Linked DNA regions of Rattus norvegicus: region 2 is linked to region 1. The links are chromatin contacts, called in public Hi-C maps. All regions are on one chromosome and are shown on one strand. Each heading gives the region's core, a stretch centred on a gene start, on an enhancer-like site or on the middle of the called end of the contact. The rest is flanking DNA. Distances are from core to core; before and after follow the strand shown.

The links. Hi-C and Micro-C count contacts between places; a contact is called where the count stands out from the background.
Region 2: a Hi-C map of kidney shows a contact between it and region 1, with 2.5 times the contacts expected there. The contact joins the promoter of Tmem17 here to the promoter of Ehbp1 in region 1. A contact is called at or near these places in 5 of 12 Hi-C or Micro-C datasets (Schwann cells, frontal cortex, kidney and 2 more) and 1 of 1 datasets of contacts at active chromatin or transcription factors (oligodendrocytes).

The regions. Positions count from the first base shown.
Region 1 is chr14:100,544,551-100,549,531 of GRCr8, reverse strand. Ehbp1 (EH domain binding protein 1) reads left to right here and starts at 2,953. Exons shown (of 25, transcript NM_001305130.1): 1 at 2,953-3,206; 2 at 4,016-4,426. The coding sequence starts at 4,323.
Region 2 is chr14:100,716,778-100,721,758 of GRCr8, reverse strand. It overlaps Tmem17 (transmembrane protein 17), which reads right to left and starts at 2,087. Exons shown (of 4, transcript NM_001010961.2): 1 at 1,580-2,087. The coding sequence starts at 1,679. Trnap-agg86 (transfer RNA proline (anticodon AGG) 86) reads left to right here and starts at 108; the gene lies at 108-182.

The DNA.
Region 1 (4,981 bases), core at 1,704-4,203:
GCTCTCCAATCAATTTAGCTGCTAGACAGGTTATTTTTAAAGTATTGTGTGGAGAGGCGACTGCTGCTTGCAGCTCTCAGCAGCCAGCCCATGCACTTGAGCTCTGCAGCAGAACAATGTTAGACTTCTGTAGACAATTTAACTCTTTCCACAGCTACCTTGCTGGCTAGAAATAAAAGTAAAGTTTACAGTCAAGAAAAATACTAAGCTGGGTGTAGGGGCGTATGCCTTTATTCCTAGTACTCAGAAAACAGGCAGCCAGATCTTTGTAAATTGGATGCCACCCCAGTCTACATAAATAAAGAGTTCCAGGACAGCTGGGCCACATAGAAAGGCCCTGTCTCAACATCAAAATAACCACCACCACCACCATCATCATCATCAACAACAACAACACAAAACAAAGACTACTGGTCTCTTGAAATACTTTACACCTCGAGGGAAGAGCTGTATAGATCTGTTTCCCTCTCTCCTTCCTCCCCTCCCTCCTCCACCCCTCCCTCCTTTCTCCCCTCCCTCCTCCACCCCTCCCTCCTTCCCCTCCCTCCTCCACTCCTCTATCCCTCCTTCCTTCCTCCCCTCCACCCTCCACCCCTCCCTCCTTCCTCCCCTCCCTCCTCCATCCCTCCTTCCTTCTCCTCCCTCCTCTACTCCTCCATCCCTCCTTCCCTCCCCTCCCTCCTCATCCCTCCCTCCTTCCTTCCTCCCCTCCCTCCTCCACCCCTCCCTCCTTCTCCTCCCTCCTCCATTCCTCCACCCCTACTTCCTTCCTCTCCTCCCTCCTCCACCCCTCCTTCCTTCCTCCCCTCCCTCCTCCACCCCCCCTCTTTCCTCTCATTCGGAACATTGCTCTTTAGATAGTTTCTTTACAATGAAGTACCCTCTTTATGTACCCTCTTCCTTTAAGGAAGAGAAAGGATAATAAACTAGACCAGACTGTCCACATTAGAACATTTGAGTATTTATGATAAAGAATAGTAAGGAGAGTCTAAAAAACCCTGATTATCATGTGAGTTCTTAGATTTAGATGAACATAGTTTATGACCACTTCTATAAATTATCCATTGAAAAGGTCTATACACACAATACCTATTAACGAAGGAGAACATATTACTTAGATCATAATGGCATAATGATATAGAGTCTGAGAACTCTATAATGTATATAAAATAAGAATACATCGTTTTGCTTGAATTAAGACTGTAGCAAAACAAGCGATATCTGCCCCATTTGCTATAAGATGTACTTTTTCTTAGACAACTCTCTTTTCCTGAGAGTCGAAATGGAATTAGGTACTGGGTTCAAGCCTCCCCTCTGTGTCTCCTGGGTGTATACCATCCGACTCATGCTTCCTACTCTATACATCGGTCTCACAACCTCCTCTTTTCCCCTCCTCCAAAGCATCCTCCCCAGAACACCAAAAATTTTAAAGTCAGTTTAACAAATTTGCCTCCAACTTTAATACAGCTAGGAAGTAGCCTGAAAAGAATGTGTATTTTGCCTTTTCCACACTTGCTTCCACCTCCTTCCTTCCCAAACTCTGCTGAGGATCTCATTCCTTGCTGAGGAATTGCTGAGTTTTACTTTTTTGACCATTCCCTCTCAGCTCCCCCTCTTTTCTTCTCCTCTCCCCTCCCCTTTCCTTTCCCTGCCCTCTTCTGTCTCCCCCACTCCCCTTCTCTCTCATACCCTCCCACCCCTTTCTTAGGCACATCCGTAGGCCCATTCTCAGTTAATCTGACTTTACTGTTAAGTCCTGAAAAGTTGTAATTTTATCCTTCGTTCTTTCTCTATATCCGAGGTCTGTGAAACGTCTAAGGCTGAAAGAAAATTTTTGTGTTTTTGGTACAGAATGGATGTTTCCTGCCCCTTGAGAAAGTATCTATAGCTTTCACAACCTCAAAATGGATCTTGTAGCCGGGCCGAGCTTCACGCCTGTGACGATAAGGGTGTACCTAAAACCCCAGCGATCTCAGTAACCTGGATGTTGAAGCAGGAAGATCATGAGTTCGAGGGTAACCTCTGGCATGTCAGCTGCCCGAGACTTTGACTCTTTTAATAGACGTAAACACCACTGCTCTCAAACTATTAAGTTGTTTTGTCCTCTCCCTAGCCTTTAACCACCATATAGCCAACCACTCCCTAATCCACCCACAGCTCATACCAGGGGATAATGAGACCTCAAAGGAACACGACAATGTAAGATTCAAAGAAATGCTGAGAATGAGAACAAGAAGAGACTGTACTGTAAACATTTTATGTCCAGCTCAGCCCTCCTTGAACCTGGGTCAGGAGCCTGGCAAGGTCAGGGGAAAAACTCGGAAAGAATTGAGTGAAATAAAGGCTGCGCGTGCAAAATCGCTGGCTGCTAGTGGCGCAGGAGAGGAGCACTCAGCTCGTGGGTGGGGATGGAAGAGAATAGGAGAGAAACCACAGCACCTCAATGTCCCTGGCAGCCGCTAGAGTCAGACTCCGCACGGTTCCTACAGCAGAAGCCAGAAACCCTGCCCTGCAGCCACGGTGCCTTTGACGGACAGCTACCTACAGCAATCGCTTTCCAGTTCACTATAAACATCCTTACTCTTCCCGCCTTCCGCTGTCCTCCCAACCATTCCAGGGAATGGGCGGGATTGTCCTTCGTGATTTACAATTTTTTTTTTTTTTTTTTAAGGAAAAGGGTAGACCCAGCGGGTTCCACCTCATGAAAAAAAACCCCTCGCGGTCTGGGGGTGGAGCCCTTGTGATCGGCATGAAGATCTACCAATGGGACGCACCTCCAGACTTAAGTCCCGCCCACAAAGGAGGCGGGGCTCCCTCAGATTCGGCCAATGGTGGCGGGGCGGACCGAGGTTGAGTCGCCGTGGGTAGGGTTAGTGTGAGAGGTGCGGCGGGGGAGGTAATGGTGGTGGTGGCGGCCGGGGAAGGCGGGGGAGGGGGATCTGGGCGCTGAGCCGCGGCTCTGGCAGGGCTTGCTAGGGCGGGCGGGCGATCGCAGGGCGCTCCGCCGGGGAGGGGGCGCTGCGCCGGGAGGGGGCGGGCGTCGTCCCCCCGGGAAGCTGCAGACCCCGGCTCCCGCAAAGGAGCGCCGCGCCGGGCTTCGCTGTTCCACGCGGCTCCAGCGGGGATGGAGGACTCGGTGGCGGCGGCTGCTTCTGAGGCGGCGGCGACCGAAGAGCTGCTCTAAGGAGGGGACAGCGGGATTAGAGGTGTGAGGAGGGCTTGGAGTGGACAGGCGGAGGGGTTGGGGTTCGGGGACAGAGGCTGGTATCTAACGGCAAGGTTTGGGTGACAGGGACCGCGGCTGGCAACGCCTGTCTGTGCGGAGGCAGGGGTCTGCACTCGGTGCGTGAGGAGATGAGGCTCAGGCCGGCTGTCCCTGATGGGGGAGGGAGGCACTGCACCCCGCACTGCCCGTTGGCCAGGCTGGTCATCGCTTCAAGCCCAGGCAGGAGTTTCCATTCCCCTCCTCCTGGCAGCCAAGGTGAAGGGGAAGCAAAGTGGCCTGGAGCTGGGACCTTGCCCTCCCTGTGCCGTGAGATTTCCCTCCACTCCTAGTTCTCCATCCATTTCCCTATCCTACTGAACCAGCATTTCTCCCTGCAACCCGGGTTGTTCTAAGCACACATTCTGAGGCTCAAGGCTATTAATTATCGACTGAAAAATAAAGTTTATTTAAAAAATACTCCACTCCTCCTAACTGGTGGTAGATATCAATCAGCATCACCGACTTTCCCGCCCTGTTCTCCCTGCGATGCTAGGTAGGGTAGGCAGGGCCCGACTGGCATCTCTCAATTGTTGGTGCTGACAACCTGGTGTGTTGCCGCCTGTTTTCAGTGTGATTTGTCATTTCTTCCCTGGTATCTTGCATCCTTGATGTTACTGGCTTTTGAGGCCGGTGTTTTGTTTCATTGTTTGAAAACCATGCAGATAACAGAGGTTGTTGCCGTCTTATCTAACACTTCTCATGCTTCTGTCCTCATATTCTTTCTCTTTTTGTCTGTGTTTTGCTTTTCAGTTCTCCAGAATCCACGTCATATATATAGCCCCTGAGGTGGAATGGTGATGTCTCCATGAGGGAACCTCCTCTCAGTCATCCTGTCCTGTACATCAACTGTTCTTGACTGGGCCGTTCATCTAAGATAGGATTGACCCTGTGAAACAGGGAGAAGACCTATGGACTCCAAGCGTCATCTCAAGTTATAGTTTTTTTTGTTGAAAGCACAGACATACATGCAGAGCGCTTGTGCTTTGGACCCTCTGCTGTATTAGAGCTGCTGTGCTGCTTCTGCTCCAGAGCTGTTCCAGTCTACTGACCTATCACCATGGCTTCAGTTTGGAAGCGACTGCAGCGTGTGGGAAAACACGCATCCAAGTTCCAGTTCGTGGCCTCCTACCAGGAGCTGATGGTTGAATGTACGAAGAAATGGTAAGATTGGCTTAGGGGTAGATTGAGGTCTTGTTGCCTAACCACCTTGAAGCTCGGACCGTGGGTCTTTTGTAGCCAGTTTGCCTTGCAGTGGTACACAGTGTGTAGAAACCGGGCAAGGTGCAGGCACTCTAACAAGTACTGTGTGTGTGCTGTTGCTGCTGGCACGGTCCCTGTGGATTTCAGTTACCCCGTTCCAGAGTGTCTCAGAGGACCGCAACCGAGAACACACCTAAGAAGCGTAGTTTGGTCTTCTGGTCATGTATCATTGGTGCGAGAATAACTTTTATTTTTATGACTTCAAAAAGAGAATGAGTGTGCATATATTTTAACGTGACACGTCTCAACATAGAAATTTTTATTCTATAGACTGGCTATAGAAAAGTTTTGTTTTGTTCTTTTTTTTTTTTTTTTTTTTGCTTAGAGAATTTTTCAGTATTTGAATAATGGAATGCCAGTGCACACACAACCTTAGACATTCTCTTGTGAAGTGCTTAGTCAGGCAACTGTATTTTCTCTTAATTGCCTAATGGGATACATTTCTTGGCAGGACTT
Region 2 (4,981 bases), core at 838-3,337, 170 kb before region 1:
ACTGATTTTCAAAAGCATGCTGCCATACAGGTGGCCATTTGTGACTCACACATTCTACTTACTAGACTGGTTACCCAACATCTTTTGCTTTTGTATAAAAGAAAAGGTCCGGGGATTTAGCTCAGTGGTAGAGCGTTTGCCTAGGAAGCACAAGGCCCTGGGTTCGGTCCCCAGCTCCGAAAAAAAGAAAAAAGAGAGAGAGAGAGAAAAAAAAAGAAAACAAAAGGTCCTTCAACAAGAATTTGATTATAAAAATTGAGCCCTAAAATACATTATAATTTAACTACATTCTTATTTTAAATTGGTTGTTCTAAATGTAAGAATTTAGGAAGATAATGAGAATTTCCACTGAAACTGATTTTTGTTTTTCTCTGCATAGTTTTTTTTAATTGACGGTTAATACTTTTAAAACAATCATGGGGTAGGGGACTGGAGAGATGGCTCAGTTGTTAAGAGCACTGACTGCTCTAACCAGAGGACCTGTGTTCAATTCTCAGCAACCACATGGCAGTTCACAATTGTCTGTAACACAGGTGTACATGCAGGCACACAAGCATAAAAGCCAATGCACATAAAATAAAACAAATTAATGAAAAAAAAATCATGGTCTCTAGAAGGAAACTAAGTTTTAAGAGCAAGGCTGACTATTGTGGTCTGTTTTTCTTGCTTTGATTTCTTAAACTATCCTAAATTATCCCAAATATAGGAATGACTTTTTTTCCCCCAAGGCAGGGTTTCTTTGTATAGCCCTGGCTGTCCTGGAACTTGATCTGAAGACTAGGCTGGCCTCTGCCCACTGAGTGCTGGGAGTAAATGCATAGTCAGCCTTGCTACTATCTAGGTTGTTGAGGCTCTGCACGGTAAGGCTCGCACTTTAAATCAGAAACATAAAATCCTAATTTTTTTCAGGTTTTCCCCTACATAACCTAAATTACACAAATGACCAAGGTGACAAAATGCAATGATGAGAAGTGGCTTTGTTTTCCAATACCCCCTTTAAAAAATAAAAATAAAAAAAGCCCAAATCAAGACGGATTTCCACTTTCTTGAGTTCAAAGGTGAAAATCATGTACGCTGTCGTCCTGATTGAGGAGGCAGAAACTGGGGTCAACTCGGTGGTATTTCGTTATTAGATTGAGGGAGAGAGTTTTTTATACAGGGAGAAAGGAACAGGCAGAGGAAGGCCATGTTAGCTTGGCCGCTGCCAGTGGCTGGTGAGGAACGTGCTTGCTCTGCTAGGAGTTTGGACACAGCCCGGTTTTGTGCAGGGTGGGAGCGGGAAGCCTCTTCCCCACCCTGGCCTGCGAGCGGACTGCTTTCACGTAGCGGGGACCGGCTTGTGGGAGAAGGCGTTCCTGCTATGCACTCTGCCTCCCAATCCGCTCGGCGACAGCGCCACCGGGTGCAGTAGCTGTGGCTACTGAAGCTCGTGGTCTCCCGGGTCCGCCACAGGGTCGCGGTCTCCTAACCCAGGACAGTACCCTGGCTGAAGCCGTGGCCGCCATCTTTGACCCGGGCACGGCCTATGCGGCCGCCCGCCCGCGAACCACACCTCCGCGTGGGGCCCCTTGCCACTCACCCGCGGCCTCACTGGACTCTGGCCCGGTACGGCTGGAGTCGCCGAACATGGTGAGGCTGAGGTTGCTCAAGCGCTGACGAACAGGGTCCGGCAGCTCCATGTCTGGCCTGCCCGGGCCTATCCCCTCACGTTCCCGCTAGTGGGCCAGCTCAGCGGCGCGTGGCGGTTCCCTTGGCAACAGGGCTGTGCTGGCCGCTGGGGACCTGGTTCCTGGGCTGCCCGGCGCGGAACAGAGTCCTCCAGAGCCTTCTCCGCGGAGAGGCGAGCGGGAGCCACCGGCCCGCTGCCGAATGTGGCCTAGTGCTGCTGAAAATGGAGGGTTCCTCCGTCTTGCTTTAAAGCTGCAGCGTCTTAAGATGATCACAAGTAATAAGCCATTTGGTCCTGAGCTGAGCCACAAGGAGCTCTCACACCAAGGCAGTTTTTCCGTAAAATTGGTGCGCCATTTCTAGAGGGAAATGGAAAAGAAACATAAATCTTAAAGAATGCGCTTGACCCAGTAGGTTCCTTTCTATCGGTACATAAAATCTGGAGTAAGGCCAGGGTGGATGAGACAAGCAAACCTGCTTCAGAAGACAGGAAAATAACTCAAAAGTATTGAGAGCAGTTGTTTCTGGAATATGGGTGACTTAAAAACTAAAAACATCAGCCGTTCCCTGCTCTCCCTTAAGATGTATCATTTTAGCACTCAGGCAGAGACAGGAGATCAGGCTAGCCTGGACTACATTGCAAAATCCTTAAAACCCAGAACAAACCGTAATAGCCATATAAAGAAAAGCACAATCGGATGTACCAGCACCCAAGTCAGTCAACCGTATCAGCATCTCCAGGAGCTACGTTTTCTCAGTTGCTTATGAAGCAACTTTATAGTACACTAATCGCACACTGAAGTTTAAAAAGAAAATCTGACTTTGATGTCAACATTTGTATGAATCTTCTTTTTATTTTATGATCACACCAAGTTTGTCTATGTTGATAAGTTTCTGTGTAGTTTCTACGTAGGAGCAGTTATGACAGGTGCCACTGTTGGTGAAAATGCTTGTTGGTAAGCATATGTTTATGTTGAGTATAACATACACCTTTTTGTCAAGTGTAACATTCACGTTTATGTTGAGAGTGTGCCGGAGAAGTGCTGAGTGGAGTGGTGTGTAAGACCGATTTTATTGGGATCTACGAACACATTCCCAAAGAGGTTTCATCAGACTCTCCCACCTCCAGCTATATTTGAACGTCCCTGTTATTTCATGAGTGTGGGCTTATATTCCACCCTAACCTTTTCATCTTTCTGGTGAAGGGCGGTGGGTCTGCAGATGTCTCAGCGGTTACCAACACTCACTGCTCTTGCAGAGGACCCCGGTTCATTTCCCTTTACCCACATGGTGGCTCACGTCTGTAACTCCATCAGAAACCTCGTTCCCAAAGGGAGTGAGAAAGGATTTATTCTGAGCTAACTATGAGTCCCCAAAGCGGGAAAGATAGATTCAGGTTATCCAGGTAATCTGTTCCGCCATCAAAGTGGCAATATGAATTTGTATTACTAGAGGGTGCAAGATAGCCATAAATCAATGCGTCTACTAAATCCATTAGTGAGGACACCAGGTAGGCAGGTCACAGCAAGGCAGGGACACCTTTGCCATAGGTCTCAAATGCTGTATGAGGGTATAATAGCTTTGGGTTGGTGGATTGGTGAAAGCCACAATCGGCTAACCTAACAGATTCCAAAGGTGTTTTCTGAATGGAATGATCAGATACAGAGGCAAGTGGTAAATGGATATCAAGAGGACTGAAGAGAGCCTAAGATAATTTCGTCCTTTGATCTGTAACATTCTAACCAACAATTACAGAAGCTCGGAATCTTTAATAAAGGCGTGTTTTTCCCAAGAAGCTTTAGGTCACACAGTCAAAAGGAAAATTCACATACATGAATGTCAAGAGGAAGAAATGGAAGGAAATGGCTTTGTAGCTGGGTTTTAGAAGGGATTCAAAATATGTTTATTAAGACATCTAGCCCAGTGAGACTCATGGAGTCAAACGAGACACAAAGTTATAGTTTTATAATGAGAAGTCTGGAATTTTGGCTTATTTTAAAAACACATAGGAACATGTTTTCGTCTTAATCCCAGGGGTGGAGATACAGGGTGACTTCAGGGCTGTTGACTATGATTTGACTCTTGTGGTAGCAGGGGCGTGGTCTTTCCAGCAGCAGATAGTTTCTGCGACTGTGTGGTTTGGAATTCTGGGAATTTTCAGACGGGATATGTTGTAGATTGGTTCTAATGCTATTTGTGTTAATTTGGCTCTGGAAATCACAGGGGAGCCACATGTCTGTGCTGAGGGTCCCTGACCCCAGTTGGTTCTGATTGGGAAATAAAATGGCCAGCAGCCAGTGGCTGGGCAGGAAGAGAGAGGCAGGACTTTAGATTTCCCAGGCAAGGAAGCAGGAGAGAGAAGGGTAATAAGATAAAGTTCAAATCCACTCAACTCTCAGAACCACCCAACATCTGTGCAATGAACTTTAGACCTTGTTCTACAAAGACGGAGCGATGATATTTTACTATCATGGTTGACAGAAGGTTGTATCATTGGATATGTTTTATAAAGGCTTGATTGCTTTCATGTGCACCTCTATTAAAGAAAGAAACACCTAATGTAGAGTTTAGTTTCTGAAGTAATCCATATTTGCTGAGCCCTGTGTCTATTGGTCTCCTACTAAAGATCTTTAATGCAACTGACCATTTAAACAGTTCTTGTATATTAACCGAAGTTATGCAGCGTCTGAATGAATTTTTAAAGACATGTTTTCTCTCTAACACTGAAAAAAATACGTAAAATCCTTTGTTCGGTTTGTAATTGTTTAATCAATATCCTAGAGGGGGAAATTCATAGAATTATGGGTGTTTTTCCTTCTATTTTTATTACTCAAGTTTCCTATGATGAACATGTATTTCATAGCCTAGAAATCCTGTTTAAAAACTGAGATAAAAGAGCAAAGGTGAAGCCAGGGGTGGGTGTGAGAGGAGCAGTATGGGCTGGGAAGGGTCCTGCATTCCTGATTTCACGGGTGATGCAAAGGGCTTACACCCTTTCTGAATGATGCTGTCAGTTGATGCTCACAGTGTCTTACAGGTAATTACACCTGTGAGTTCTGGGTTACACAAGAAGGCATCTGTTTTCAGGGAATCAAGAGATTTGTGGAATTGCCTATAATGTAAGCCAGCTGCTCGCTTAGAAATCCCCAAAGAAGTGTGAAGTCTGTTCTTAAAACCACGGAGTAATCTGAGCAAGATGAACAATGTTACAGAGGTCTGCAAAGTTAAACACTTCTTTAAACATAATTACTTCTTTCACGTGTATGAGTGTTCCATCCACACGTATGTCTATTCATCACATGTATGCCGGGTG